Linked DNA regions of Sus scrofa: region 2 is linked to region 1. The links are chromatin contacts, called in public promoter capture Hi-C maps. All regions are on one chromosome and are shown on one strand. Each heading gives the region's core, a stretch centred on a gene start, on an enhancer-like site or on the middle of the called end of the contact. The rest is flanking DNA. Distances are from core to core; before and after follow the strand shown. Region 1 holds the start of MRM1 (mitochondrial rRNA methyltransferase 1). Region 2 holds the start of AATF (protein AATF).

Region 1 (7,707 bases), core at 2,302-4,801:
ATCCCTCAGGCCGTGGCATGAACCTCACCTCCTGGCACAAAGACCACACAGTCTCTGTCCCAGAGGAGCCCCCAGAGATGTGACCTCTGCTCCCACAGATCTCCCAGTAGAACATCAGTGAACACAGATGAAATCGAGAGAGCTACCAGCCCGCAGGAACTGGAGAGTGAATTCTGTGGTCGGCGATGGGAGGACTTCTAGGAAGAGTAGGGCTCACGGGAGCTGCTTGAATTACAGAAGCTAGATTAGTTGCTGTGACGATGGCCGCTGGAGGCCCCGTTTAGAAGGCATCTGGGGGAGTTCCCATTGTGGATTTGCAGGTTAGGAACCTGACTAGGAACCATGAGGTTGTGGGTTCAGTCCCTGGCCTTGCTCAGTGGGTTAAGGATCCAGCATTGCCGTGAGCTGTGGTGTAGGTCAAAGACACTGCTCGGATCCTGTGTTGCTGTGGCTCTGGCGTAACTAGCAGCTGTAGCTCTGATTAGACCCCTAGCCTGGGGACCTCCATATGTCATGGGTGTGGCCCTAAAAAGCAAAAAAAGAAAAAAGAAAAAGAAAGAGAAGCCATCTGGGGGTGGGGTTGACTAGTACAGCAGGAGACACCACTTCACTCTCGTCTCTCCCCTTCCTTCCCTCTCCCCAGCATGTCTGGCCACCGAGTGGTACCCCAGTCCGTGGCCCATTTCTATAGTGCTACCAAGTATGCCGTCACTGCGCTGACAGAGGGCCTGAGGCAAGAGCTTCGGGAGGCCCAGACCCACATCCGAGCCACGGTGAGGCTTGGCCTGGGCCCGCTGGGAACAAGGAGGCTCAGGCCCTCCTCACTGCCCGGGGAGCCCATGGCCCTGGTGTGCTGCCTAGAGCTGGGGGTGCACTGGGCACCGATCTCCTGGGCTCTGCTGCTACTTCGTGGCCCTGCTCAGTACCTGAGTTCCTGCATTTCTCTGACCCTCACGTGTGAGGGAGGGGGCCAACCTGAAAGGAACAGGGCGGGGTGAGACGGAGCGTGGGAAAAAGCAGGGGATGGTGGGAAACCGCGGCTGGAAAGCGGGACCCTGGGCTCTTCCCTTGAAGGCTGCATGACCTTGGGTGACTTGCTCAGCCTCCCCAAGCTTCAGTCTCCTCATCTGTAAAATGGGGATGTTAACACCTATGAGGTCATGAGGTTTTAAGGGACACCACTTTGTAGAACAGTTACCTGGCTCATGGCGTTGGCTCCGTAGATGGTAGGAATCCTTCTGATCCTCCCCAGGGGCAGCCTTGGAGGGAGGAGGTGGCTGCTGGACATCAGGCAGCCATCACTGTGACGCTGGGACCCTGTAGCCTCCACCCCTCTCCTGCAACCTCCCCAAGACCCGGCCTCTGTTGGAGGTTCCGGTCCTGAGCAGGCTCTCTCTGTTGGCCCAGTGCATCTCTCCAGGAGTCGTGGAGACACAGTTCGCCTTCAAACTCCATGACAAGAACCCTGAGAAGGCAGCTGCCGCCTATGAACAAATGAAGGTGGGGCCCAGTGAAGCCACTCGTTCCCTAAGCGAGGGCAGGGGGAGGCGTGGCCTTTAGCCAGTCCAGCGCCCCTCCTGGAAGGTGGGGATGGGAGTGGGGATGCTGGAGCGGAGCTCAGCGGCGGGAGGGAACCTGGATCCATTCTGTCCGCCTCTCACCCCTTTCCCCCGGTGCTCCCAGTGTCTCAAAGCTGAGGATGTGGCCGAGGCTGTCATCTATGTCCTCAGCACCCCACCACACGTCCAGGTGAGTCTGACCTTGGCTGTCCACCCGCCTGGAGGAGCCCAGCCATCCCCAGACGAGGAGAGCAGGGAGGCCTTCGGGGGTGGGGGGAGCATCCTGGCTTCCTCAAGCCTCGTGTCTTCCGCAGATCGGGGACATCCAGATGAGGCCCACGGAGCAGGTGACCTAGTCTCCCGAGAGGAGCTCTTCCTGCCCTCACCGCCCCTCACGGCTCGGCACTCGCCTCTGGGTTTTAGGTGTTGATTTCGGGACTCTTGGATTCTATGTCCTTTCCCCACCCCCACCAGGGGCTAGAAAACTTGCTTGAGGTTTTTATATAATCTTGTCAAATGGGCTGGGGAAGGGAGGTGGTGTCCCTGATTGTTTGACCTGCTGACTTATTCTTGGTCCCCTTCTTGGGCTCCTTGGTCTTTGCTGTCTCTGGTTTCTCCCCTTGGATTGAAGCAAGGGATGGATCCCCAAGTGGGGCTTTTCTCTGTCGCCTTGACCCCATCCCCTGGCCCTCGGGGATGAGCTGGCAGAGGGAAGCCCTCGCCTTCCATCCGAATGGTAATCGGGGCTCCCGGGTTCCTCCTCTCCCTGTCCCACTGCCCCCACCACTGCTTCTCTCCCCACCCCCCACCCCCCAGTTCTCCAGCCCAATTTTGGCTTCTCAGTCCCTGGTGGGGTCCTCTCTCCACTCGGACTTTGGCAGCGGAATACCAGGGCCTGCCTCCTGAGTGGGTTTCACTGTGATCATTAAAAAAGAAAAATCGCAACAAGCTACCTTGGCTTCAGAAGTATCTCTCAGTTCTTCCCCCTTCCTGTGATCAGGAATGCTTGTGTCTCAGAGTTTCTTCTAGGACAGTGGGAAGGTGGGTGGGTTGGGGGCATCACCCCTGGAGTGTGGGTTACCTTTGGACTGAGTGTTGAAAATGGGTAGGAGTGCCTTCCTCAGTGGGTTAAGGATCTGGCGTTGCCGTGAGCTGCGGTGCAGGCCACAGACGCGAATCGGATCTGGCATGGCTGTGGCCTGGGCCAGCAGCTACAGCTCTGATTCAGCCTCTAGCCTGGGAACTTTCATATGCCCTGGGTGCAGCCCTAAAAAAAAAAAGAAAGCAAGAAAGAAAATAGGTAGGAGTTCGCTAGCCAGAAAAGAAAACAACAGAGTATGCTAGGCTGGAGGGCCAGGAAAAGCATGCAGCGTGGTGGGAACAGCAAAGAACATAGTGCAGGAGTCAGGTGAGACTGAAAGGTAGCTCCTGCCTGGATTCCTGGAGGTCTGAGTGCCGAGCCAGAAGTGGCCCAAGGGCATCCCTTGGCTTATCAGCAGGTGTGGGACAGGCCCAGAGCTGTCACTTAGAGAATCAGCACCATGGGACAGGAAGTTATTGGTGAGAGTCCTGCTGACTAGTGCTGAGGGTTTGATAGGCAGTGGAGGATTAGAGGAGGGGCTGGATGCAGGAGAAGCTTCTAAGGAAAATCACCAGGACCCAGTGGTGGACAGGGTGTGGGGAGGGAGTCACCACGACTAACGAGGTTGAACAGGAAAGCCAACACCTGCCCTTAAAGTGCCTTTGCTGCTCTCGGGGTGAGTGAGGCCCTCCAGCCTCTTGGGATCTTGCAGAATGTGGTCCCAAGTCGGGACTGTGTGGTCCACAGTCGGGTCAGCTCAGCTGCAAGCCCCTGTCCGGGCCACCGATGGGGCCGCGGAGGTCGTCGCTCAGCCGGCCCGGCAGGGGGCGCTGTGGGGACGACGTGGATGATGGGCATGCGCAGGGCAGCTCCGGAAGTGGGTGGGACCGCCCGAACGCGGAAGCGGAGCAGCTCACAAGGGGACTGGGAGGGGAAGGTTGGTGGCCGAGTATTCCTCAGTGTAGGGGCTGGGAGTGCGAGCTGTTCCTGTGTCTGAGGGGGTTTGCCGGGGGAAGCTTTCCGGTCCCCTTCACTCATTAGGGGCCTGGGAGCGGGCCCCGGCGGAGGTGACCGCTCCCGAGGACTCACTCGCGGAGTCGACCATGGAACTGCTCTCGGCCGCCAGGGGCGCGACCTGGCGTTGCTGCGGTCGTCTCCTCACGCGTCCTTTCTCCCAAGCGGCGCGGCGTGGGGACAGGCCCGGCGGGGAGGAGCTAAGCCGCCTGCTCCTGGACGACCTGGCGCTCCCCCCGCGGTCGGCCGGGGGACTGGAGCTTTTGTTTGGCTTGTCCCCATGTCTCCTGGCTCTGCGAGCCGCCCGCCGCCGCGTGGCCCGGCTCCTGCTCCAGGCCGGCAGGTCCGGGCTGCAAGGGGAGCGGGCCGAGCTGCTGCGTGTGGCGGAGGCGCGGGACATCCCGGTTCTGCGGCCCAGGCGGCGGAAGCTGGACGTCCTGTGCCGCTACCAGGTCCACCAGGGCGTCTGCATGGAAGTGAGCCCCCTGCGGCCCCAGCCTTGGGCTGAGGCCGGGGAGTCTCGGCCGGGAGACGACCCCCAGCAGCTGTGGCTGGTCCTTGAGGGGCTACAGGATCCCCGGAATCTTGGGGCCGTGCTGCGCTCCGCTCATTTCCTCGGAGTGGAGAAAGTCATCACCAGCCGGAAAAACAGGCATGGACAACCCTTCCCTGCGTGCCCCAATTTGGAGGCTCAGCTGAGTTCCTAAGCACCTTGACCCTTTGGGTGGTCCTTCAGGCAGGCCTCCCCATGGCCAAAATTCTCTCTCCTAACTCTTGGGGTCTGGGGGAGGGCACGGCGCTGGGTTTGAGATTACTCAGCCTCATAGGGGACTTGGGGAACCCTTGCAGCTGCCCGCTCACTCCAGTAGTCAGCAAGGCCAGCGCGGGAGCTATGGAGGTGATGGACGTGTTCTCGACTGATGACCTGGCCGGTTTTTTACAGGTAACGACGGGGGAAAGCGGGGTGTCAGTAAAGGAGAACAAATGAGCCAAGCTCATCCTCTCCAAGGGCCCCCAGGAGGAAGGGAACGGGGCGTTTTGGTACACACGCTTCCTCCATCCTTTTAAACCCCTTTGGGAAGCGACGGATCCAGAGTATTTTAAACCACACATGGAGCAGAATCTGATGTTAGGGACTTTGACTGCACACCTTTCCGAAATAAATGTCTTCGCTCCTCCAGCGAGTTTACTCAGTGCCTTACTGCCTGGGAAGTAGGTCTTCAGTAAATGCTCAGCTGTGAGGAGTTGGTGGCTCTTGGTTCCTCCAGTAGAGGCTCAGCTTGAAAAGCTCTTTGAACAAAGACTCGTTGATGCGTTTTCCCTTGTCCCTCCTGCAAACAAAGAAGCAAAGCAAACCCCCCAAAGCACCTCCACCACTAACAGAAAACCCTCTTTGATATATAGAAAGGAAAAGTAAGTAAAACCCCTTTCTTGGTTCATCCGTATTTCTCTTTAGCTGTGCTTTCCTTGATGGACACAAGGGGGCAGTATTGCCTTGAATTTGGCAGCATCCCTGACCCTCCTGCAGGACTCCAAGTCTTAGTCTTTGGATATTCTGTGTATATTCAATTTCTTGTTGGTCGCATCCAGTACGATGGCTTTAAATGCCTCCTAAATGTATGTCCTCCAAGATCTTGCTCCTGAGCCGCAGATTCACATATCTAGTGACCTATTCAACAGCTGGGTTTTTTTGTTTTGTTTTGCTGTTTAATGGGCATTTCAAACGAGATTTCCAAATGTCATTCCATTTCCTTGTGTTGACTTACCCAGCTCAGTTGATGGCCAGTCCATCCCTTCAGTTTTTTAGGCCAAAACCTTGGCATCCTTTTTTTTTTTTTTTTTTTTTTTTTGGTCTTTTTTAGGGCTGCACCCGTGGCATATGGAGGTTCCCAGGCTAGGGGGGGAATTGATGCTACGTCTGTGACCTACATAACAGCTCACGGCAACGCCGGATCCTTAACCCACTGAGCGAGGCCAGGGATCGAACCTGCGTCCTTCTGGATTCTAGTTAGGTTCGATAACCACCAAGCCATGACGGGAACTCCTTGGCATCCTTCTTGATTCTTCCTGCTGTCACCCCATGTTCCATCTGCCAGCAAATCTTTTCCTTTTTATCTTCATGTTATTTCTTTTTTTTTTAAATTGTTTTATTTTATTTATTTATTTATTTTTGTCTTTTTGCCATTTCTTGGGCCGCTCCCACTCCATATGGAGGTTCCCAGATTAGGGGTCTAATCAGAGCTGTAGCCACCGGCCTATGCCAGAGCCACAGCAACGCAGGATCCGAGCCACGTCTGCAACCTACACCACAGCTCATAGCAACGCCGGATCGTTAACCCACTGAGCAAGGGCAGGGATCGAACCCACAACCTCATGGTTCCTAGTCAGATTCGTTACCCACTGTGCCACAACGGGAACTCCGATATTATTTCTTTTCTGCCTTCTGACCATTTCTCAGCATCTCCGCTGTTACCACTCTGGTCCAAGCCACCATCCTCCCCTGCCTGGATCACTGCAGAAACCTAACCGGTCTGCTTGCTTCTGCTAGTGGCTCTCAACATAGGCAGAGTGATTCTGTTGAGTTGTCAGTCTGACCATGTTACTTTTCTGCTCAAAACCATTCAAAGCCTTTGCATCTCTTGGAGTCAAAGCCAAAGGCCTTCCAGTGGCCTTTGAGGTCCTTCCTCATGTGGCCCTTCGTTTCCTCTCCTGTCTCAGTGGATCCCTTTCCACTGGCCACCTTGCTGTTCTGCTGTTCCTCACGCGTGCCAGGGAAGCACCTGCCCCTGGGCCTTTGCAATAGCTGATCTCTGCCTGGAATATTCCTCCCCCAGATGCCTGTGTAGTGCCCCTCATCTCCTGCGGGTCTACACTCAAATGTCACTTCAGCGAGACCTTCCCTGGCCACCCTTGCACAAGGCTGGGATTCGGGCCTTTTTGTGTGTGTGTGTGTGTGTGTGTATTCTTAGGGCTACACCCACGGCATGAGGCTAGGGGTCAAATCAGAGCTGCAGCTGCCGGCCTACACCACATCCATAGCAAAGCCAGATCCCAACCACATCTGTGACCTATGCTGCAGCTCACAGCAACTCTGGATCCTTAACCCACTGAGCGAGGCCAGGGATCAAACCTGCGTCCTCGTGCATACTAGTCAGGTTCTTAACCTGCTGAGCCGCAACTGGAATTCCAGGCCTGTTTTGCTCATCGCCTTCTCCCCAGCACCTGGGACACAGCCTGCCCATTCCAGGTGCTTCCTAACTATTGACTGAATCCAGTGGCTCAGGGAGGGAATGAATGTACGGGCGAGGCTGGGCTTCTCCTTGCCAGGCTCTGCCGAAGGCTTGGTGAGTGGTGAGCTAGAATATGATTTCTTCTTTCCCCTTTCAGGCCAAAGCCCGGCAGGGCTGGCTCGTGGCTGGCACAGTGGGATGCCCTGGGCCTGAGATTTCCCCATCCTCCGAGGTGCCCATCACTAGCTGCTTGGACTTCCTCTGGGACCAGCCCACTCTCCTAGTGCTGGGTAGGTAGAGGTCCCCACCTTTCGTGCCGGGACATGCACCTGTGTGTCTAGCTGGGCCTCCCTAACCTTCTGTCCCCCTTCTCTGCAGGGAATGAGGGCTCTGGTCTGTCCCGGGAGGTGCAGGCCTCCTGCCAGCTTCTCCTTACCATCCTGCCCGGCCGGCAGCTGCCTCCTGGACTCGAGTCCTTAAATGTTTCTGTGGCCGCAGGTGAGTCTCCATTCCCCTTGCTTCTCTTTTTTTTCCTTTTTTTTTTTTTGGTCTTTTTGCCTTTTCCAAGGGCTGCTCCCACAGCACATGGAGGTTCCCAGGCTAGGGGTCCAAGCGGAGCTGCATCTGCCAGCCTACATCACATCCACAGCAACACGGGATCCAAGCCACGTCTGCGACCCACACCACAGCTCATGGCAACACTGGATCCCCAACCCACTGAGCAGGGCCAGGGATCGAACCCACAACCCCATGGTTCTCAGTCGGATTTGTTAACCACTGAGCCACAACGGAAACTCCCCCTTGCTTCTCTTTCTGATTGCAC
Region 2 (7,299 bases), core at 2,579-5,078, 340 kb after region 1:
GGTGGTCCTTTCCGGTTTCGATTCATTTCCCATAGATAATCCTGCTTTCTAATTTGGTGGTTTGAAAGATAACATAAAATGAATGTACAGCACAGCTAGAAATGAAATACTTTAATCCCTTTCACAGAAATGATATGAAATAGTTGTTTTATAGTATTTGTTTCATTTGAAGTTTCCCAGAAGGAAAACTATTTTGCCTGGCACAAGATACACTTTACTTTCTCTGAAAGATGAGCAGAAAGAACTAATGTAGAAATCACATTTCAACTGAGAGTTGCCAATAGGTTCTGAAAAGTAGTTCAATCCCTTCCAAGCCTTCATTAAACATGGAAGGAATTTAAATATCTTCTCTGCTATGAAATACATGTATGTGCTTTAATATCAGACACCATTAGAATTCCAGGATTTCTTTTCCGTATCACCTAGATTTCAGCTCTGGATTCTTTATTTCCCTATTTTTTTTTTAAATCAAAGGTTTTACATTAAGTGGTATGCAATTTCCAGTGCTGTTTTCTTATTTTGTTACAAGACAAACAAGTGTATCTTTCTTGCTTAGAAGGCTTTAAAATAAGCAATATTTCACCGATCCACATGACAGCTTATCCAATGGGAGGACAATCAGAGGAATTTTATGATATTCTTTCAGAAATCCAAATTTATGAAATAACAAGGGCGAATTTTGAAACTCCTAGCCTCGGCATGCAGCACATTTCTTTATGTGCGTTGTATGCAATCCCCAGATCAGCTTGTTTTTGCCCTTTTAGCATTTATATACATTAAATCATAGCCAACTTATTCATTATAGCCAGGCTCCTTTAAGAGACATTCATTTAACTGAACGTAGGCTCATTGGGAAGCTGCATTTTCCTATCAAGCTCGTTGAATTATTTAGCACCTTTATTGTGGGATCCGGTTCTTGATAGGAAGCATTTTAGAGTTGGGTGCTCGGGTGGACTCAGTTCTTCTGACTTTGTGGCAACCGCTCAGCCTTTCCCCCTTGGATCCAGAACACCGACGAATCCTGGTCAGGTGGCAAAGTTTAGCAGTCAAATTTGGAGCTTCCAGAGAGGAGGAGGTCTAGAAATGTCAGAGCTGTGCCGTCCACCTCTGGCCCTGAGGTGCACAGGAGCACTGCCCTATCCCCACAGCGCACTGGGAGCTCCCAGGAGAGGCGTAGGGGCTGGAGGGGAAAGCCCAGTCCGGCAGCTCCCCTCCACCCCAGAGTGCAGTCTCCTCTGCGGTCCTGGGCTTGGCAGCTTGGTTTCTCCCTGCGGCCATCTTAAAGCCGTCACCTCTGTGCCTCTAGCCACCTGTCCCCAGGGTTCCAGCAGCTGGGAGCTGCTATCTGCCCTGGACAAGGCCAAACTTACCCACCTCTCTTTTCCAGGTTGGAGGAAAGTGGGAACTGCTTTAGGGCGAGACCAGGTGGTGGAGGCTGATGCTTGGAGAGCCAGGATAGGGATTGGCAGGAGTCTGGGACGAGGGGGTTCATAGTATCTCTGAAGGGAGAAGAGAGAAAGGTAAGAACCTGACTTCTCTAAACTCTTCAAAGTCCCGGTCATGTGAACAGACAATGTGGGGAGAGGTGGTAATGTCACCCCTGCCCCATCCTCTGCTATTCTGACATCTGTCCGCTGTTATGCAGCCCTCAGGCAGCAGGCGGAGGGACTGTGAATTGGGAGACCCTCTGACCTTCTGACGTTGTTTTAGGAACATCTCCCATTTATTCCCTTCCTCCTCCTCATCTCATCTGCTCACATCACTAGGGCGGTCCAGGTTTACATTTCTTCTAGGAGGTAGAGTCTTAGAAATAGCCCATCCCATCAGGAAACCCCTCCTCCCTTCTCCAAAAACTTATAATCAAGTAGGGAGGGCTCCCCAGAGAGGGGATTTAGAAGATTACCCTTCTGCCTGTGCCTCAGCTTTTCTCAGCTGCATCTAAAGTCCTAGAACCCCTCCTTTCCTCTGATCACTGAATCCCCTCTCTACCCTCAGTATGGGTGAGCAAGCAGGGGAAGCATTTTGAGGGGCCCTGGGATGTGTGTGATTTTTGTCCTCAAAAGGCTTCCCAAATCAGTGGGCACCAGGACAGAGACTGGAGGGTAGGGAAGCAGGCATTTTCTGCCCAGAATCATCCAGCAGTGCCCTGTTTGCATGACAGCTTAGAGGCTGTTTCTGCCCTGCCTCACCTCCCTCCTTCTTTTCTCCCTTTTCTTTACCCCAAGGCCAGGTTCCTGTATTAGCGTCCAAAATAGGGAGGGAAGAGGGCTGGGGGAAGTAGTTTCCTAAATCTGGGGTGAGGAAAACATTTTGGTCCTTTGAAGCCAAGGGTGATGGCTGTCCCAGCATGGTCATGCTTTTGCTCTGGAGGCCCCAGACGTGGGCACCAGGCTGCAATTACAAGGGATATGTTTGTTTGTTCCATTTTATTTGTTTAAGAGCTCTTTTCTGGACTGAATTCTATTGCAGATGGTAAAAATCCAAACCAAAACAAAACACTTTCCTTCACCCCAGTCCCCTGCCTAGGGTACCCCCCCATCCGAGCCTGGAATTCTTTCCCTTCCATGTCTGAGGGTGTCTACCCTGAGAGCCTTCCTTCCCCCCTGCAGCCTCCTAGACAGGGGACATAGGACAAGTGGTCTCTTCTTGCTCTCAACAATGGGGACCTATGAAGACTGGGGAAGTCAGGGACCTTCAGTTCCCTTGGGTTCCACAGGAGACACTGGAGAACGGAAGGTTTCCCAGGCGGTTCAGCTGTGGGATCCAATTAGCCTGAGCTTTTCCCAAGCAGGGCATAGGGTATCCCTAACCCTGTCTCCTGGATCCTTTTGAGGGAGTTTCTGTTTAGGGGCTTCTAGGTCCTTACAGGTGACCTCAAACAGATCCTGGAAAGACAGACCACTTTATACTTACCCTCATCAATCCTTTTTGCAGTTTCTGTTTACTTGTTTGGCCCCCTAGGCTGATCACCACCAGGAGAGAATCACTTACTCATCTCTATCTCATCTAACAGCGCCTGCCACATAGTGGGCAGTCAAGGAATGTTTGAAGAGGGAAAGAGGATGTGAAGGGATTTTATCTTTCCATGTGCTTGGCTACCGTTTCTTCTTTGGTCTTTATATTTGACTCTACCTGTGCCCCTTGAACTGTAGATCTGAGTTTTTCCGCTTTTGTGCGCCAGTTTCAAGCATCTGAGTGTGCCCTCATCTTTGAAGAACAGCAAGGATATTAATACCTTTTGGTGTGCACGAGTAATCTCCACTCCACCCCCATTTCCCTACCCAGACAAGGCTCCTCTGGAGAAGCTACAGAATCGACCTTTATTTATTCACAGCCATAGTGACTTCTATTATTCTTATTAATAAGGATGCAGCAGTCCACTGCACAGCTACGCAAGCCCATCCCTGAGGCAGGATTTCCAAGTCATGGCCACCGCGGGGTCAGGGGCGTGTGCCCGACCCCAAACTCCTCCAAATTATGAAATGCCAAACCTGCTTTTGATTCTAGTCTGTGCGTGCCCTAAAGCACGCGTGAAGCTCGAGGCGCTCACTCTTTACTCCTCCTCCCTAAATCAGCCACCAAGGGTCGCGGCTACACTATTCTTTACTTTTTAGCCAATCTCAGACAAATCTTCAAGCGTACTTTACTCAAAAAAAACACCGCGCATCGCAGTCTCGGCTCAGCGCCAGCGGCGGCCACGTGCTCTCGCTCGCTCCCGCTCGCTCCCGCGCTGCCCAACACGCCCCCTCGGCGCACGCGCACGCGCGTCAGCCTTCCGGGCGTTTCCGCTTTCATCCTAGCAACGCCCGTAGTGACGCACAAAGTCCCGCCCCCTCCCGCGAGTCTCCCGGAAGTTGCCGATCCGGAGCTGGGCGCCCGGCTCCGAGCGTCCCTGGCTGTGCTGGGGAGCAGTCTCCGGCAGGAGGACCCGGCAGGGAGAGGGCGACATTCACGAGCGCGGCGCGGGCGAGACCTGGTGACCATGGCGGGGCCGCAGCCTCTGGCGCTACAGCTGGAACAGTTGTTGAACCCGCGACCGCGCGAAGCGGATCCTGAAGCGGACCCGGAGGAGGGTGAGGCCTGACCGGGGCAAGACCACGTGCGGAGCTGTGTGTGGGCCGTGCCGGGTGCGGACCTGGGCGGCGTGTGAAGGGCCAGCTGCTGGGCCCCCGCCGCCAAGCCTTCTCTGTTTCCTCTTGCGCAGAGGAAAACTGCCTCCCAGAGAGTGTCCCCCGGGTCTGGGGAGGAGGGTTTCGGGATCCTGACGCTCACTCTAGACTTGGTGCTCCTGTGGGCGGAGCATCCGGAGGACTCAGGCTTCGGTTCACTGTTGGTGCAGGGCTGTAGCAGGGAGCCAGAGTCTGGTAGCAGGTTGGAAGTTATCTTTAAGGATGTCTTTAATGGCACTGCATTAGAAATGAGGAGAAGGAAGTCTCATTCCCCCCCCCCCTTTTTTTTCCAACTCTGCCTGCCCCTGAGAACTTACTTGGAGGATGAAGGAAGAAGTAGGCTTCTGTGGTGCCATTTAAGCCTTTTTAGTCCTCAACACACTTGCTTAGCTGCTGACGAATAAGGCTGCTGTTCTGTAAGATGAGGTTCAAGGTCTAATCCTGCTTTAGGCTTGAGTCAGAGAAGTGTGAGGAAGGGGGAATAAGGAGGGATAAATGTGAGTGCTGGACCGTGTCTTAGAAGTAAGCAGTTGAAGGAACTGGGGCTGTTTAGCTAGGATAAGCAAACTCCCTGAGGGATGGGCTGAAGTGAAGATAGAACATGATGATGGCCGACTTAAAATATTTGAGCGACAGTCACAGATGAAAGAGGAATTAGACCAGTTTTCTATGATCCAAAACATGGAAATAATCCTTCTAGTAGATGCAGAGAGTCAGCTTTTTGTTCTGGAACAGCAGCAGGAGAGTAAGTGGTCTGCCTTGGGAGGTAATGACTTTGCTGTTCTTGGAACTTGGCGGCTTTTTTTAAAGTGGCCACACCTGTGGCATATAGAAGTTCCTGGGCTAGAGGTCAAATGTGAGTTGCAGGCAAACACGCCACAGCCACGGCAACATTCGGCTGGGGCTGAATCTGCGATCTTTGCCTACCCCACCCCCCAGCTTTTGGTAAGGTCCTTAACCTGCTGAACCACAATGGAAACTCATGGTGGGGACTTTTTTTTTTCTTCTCTTTTTAGGGCCACACCTGTGGCATATGGAAGTTCCCAAGCTAGGGGTCAAATCGTAGTTTTAGCTGCCGGCCTACACTGCAGCTTGTGGCAATGCTGGATCCTTAAACCACGGAGCGAGGCCAGGGATTGAACCAGCATCCTCATGGGCTTCAGTTGGGTTTGTAACCTACGGAGACACGAGAACTCCCATGGTGGGGATTTTGTAGAGGACATTCAAGTATGAATTCAAAGCCTCGGCAGTGTTACCCAGTGTTACCGTTAAAGTTCCTTCTAATCTGAAGATTCTGATTACTTTCCTCCCCTTCCCCACAGCCACTGCTGCCAGAGTGATTGACAGGTTTGATGAAGGGGACGATGGGGAAGGCGATTTCCCCGTGGTGGGTACCATTAGAAAGCTGGCATCAGCCTCCTTCTTGGATACAGACAAGAGGTATTCTGGCAAGACCACCTCTAGAAAAGCTTGGAAGGAAGACCATTGGGAGCAGACTCTGCCAGGTTCATCTGGTGAGTAGACATTTGCTTTCTTTCCTAATTTATTAGGTTAAAATTTTTTTTAATGATCTCTGCAAAACTGGATGTCCTACCTATTATCTTAGGAGAAACCATTGGTTTGGCATTAGAAAGAGCCCTTCTAAGTACTTAATTTCACTTCATAAGGAATCTAAAATCTGGAGCTCTTAAATTGGTATACTTTTTTTTGTTTGTTTGTTTTTTGCCATGCCCGAGGCACATGGAAGTTCCTGGCCCAGGGATCAAACCTGCGTCACTGCAGTAACCTGAACTGCTGCAGCGACACCATCAGATCCTTAACCCACTGCACCACAGGGAACTCCTGAATTGCATTGTTTCTGATGAACATGCTGCTCATGAATTTTGACCCTTTTCCTTTGATTTTTCACTTTTTGCTCAGTCACTGTAATTTGTGACACTCATTTTTTGCCGTTGTAAAAATTTCATAGCGCTTTCCTGTTCTCTGCAAGAGTTAGGAGGATGTGAGCTTATAGTTTTAAGGATTGTGAGTTTCTTAGAGTGGAGGAAAGGGCCGGCTTTGGTGGTTATTGAGTGGATGCCATTTGTTTTCCTTTAGAGAGGTCAGAGGTACCATGTTGAGAATCCACAGATAATATAAAAGAAACAGTCATTCATGTTAGGATATCCATGATTTAGTCCTTGATACAGTTCTGGGGGCTCCCACATGATAAGCTTATTTCATATTCTTTGCTTAGAGACTGATAAACAGACCAATCCTGAGACCAATATACTATTTATTGAGCTCACCATGTATCAGGCACTGTGGCAACTCTTGAAGTTCTAAGAGCCTGGGGCGTGGTAACTTGTCAGAAAATATTATCACCATTATCATTATAGGTAACATCTCATTTAATCCTCCTCATAGCCCTGTGAGGTTGGTACTGTTTGTCTCCAAATAAGGAAATTGAGGGGATGTGAAATAGCTTGCTCAAGGTCAGATAGCTAGTAAGTGCAGGCCGGCCCTCAAGTAAGGCAGTCTGATTTTTTTTTTTTTTTTTTTTTTTGGTCTTTTTGTCTTTTTTAGGGCTGTACCTGCAGCATATGGAGGTTCCCAGACTAGGGGGCCAATTGGCACTGTAGCTGCTGGCTTACACCACAACCACAGCAACTCGGCATCCGAGCCTCATCTGTGACCTACACCACAGATCACGGCAATGCCAGATCCTTAACCCACTGAGTGAAGCCAGGGATCAAACCCACGTCCTCATGGATACTAGTCGGGTTCGTTAACTGCTGAGCCATGACAGGAACTCCCAGGCAGTCTGATTCTAAGAGCTGTACTTTTTTTTTTTATTTTAATGGCCACACCAGCATATGGAAGTTACCAGGCCAAGGACTGAATCCAAGCTGCAGCTGTGATCCACCCCACAGCTGTGGTAACGCTGGATCCTTTAACCCACTGCACCCAACTCAAGCAGCTGCAGTTGGAGTCTTAACCCAGTGAGCCACAGCGGGAACTCCTAAGATCTATACTTTTAACTACTACTCTATGAGAATATTCCTTTATCTGAGAAATGGCATGCATATAAAGAAAGCATTGTTTCTCTTCACTCTTTTGCATTTAGTTTCCGTATATTTGTGACAGCTTT

What was found. Promoter capture Hi-C pulls out the DNA fragments that hold promoters and counts their contacts.
Region 2: a contact with region 1 is called in a promoter capture Hi-C map of liver, with 6 times the contacts expected there. The contact joins the promoter of AATF here to the promoter of MRM1 in region 1. A contact is called at or near these places in 2 of 5 promoter capture datasets (fetal liver and liver), 6 of 47 Hi-C or Micro-C datasets (embryonic fibroblasts, epiblast stem cells, fibroblasts and 2 more) and 2 of 2 datasets of contacts at active chromatin or transcription factors (alveolar macrophages and skeletal muscle).

What each region holds. Positions count from the first base shown.
Region 1 is chr12:38,120,850-38,128,556 of Sscrofa11.1, forward strand. MRM1 (mitochondrial rRNA methyltransferase 1) reads left to right here and starts at 3,552. Exons shown (of 5, transcript NM_001244822.1): 1 at 3,552-4,306; 2 at 4,504-4,597; 3 at 7,042-7,174; 4 at 7,263-7,382. The coding sequence starts at 3,744. DHRS11 (dehydrogenase/reductase 11) reads left to right here. Exons shown (of 7, transcript NM_001244532.1): 4 at 644-773; 5 at 1,408-1,500; 6 at 1,684-1,749; 7 at 1,874-2,511. The coding sequence ends at 1,915.
Region 2 is chr12:38,457,981-38,465,279 of Sscrofa11.1, forward strand. It overlaps AATF (protein AATF), which reads left to right and starts at 3,829. Exons shown (of 12, transcript XM_003131707.4): 1 at 3,829-4,073; 2 at 5,492-5,683. The coding sequence starts at 3,983.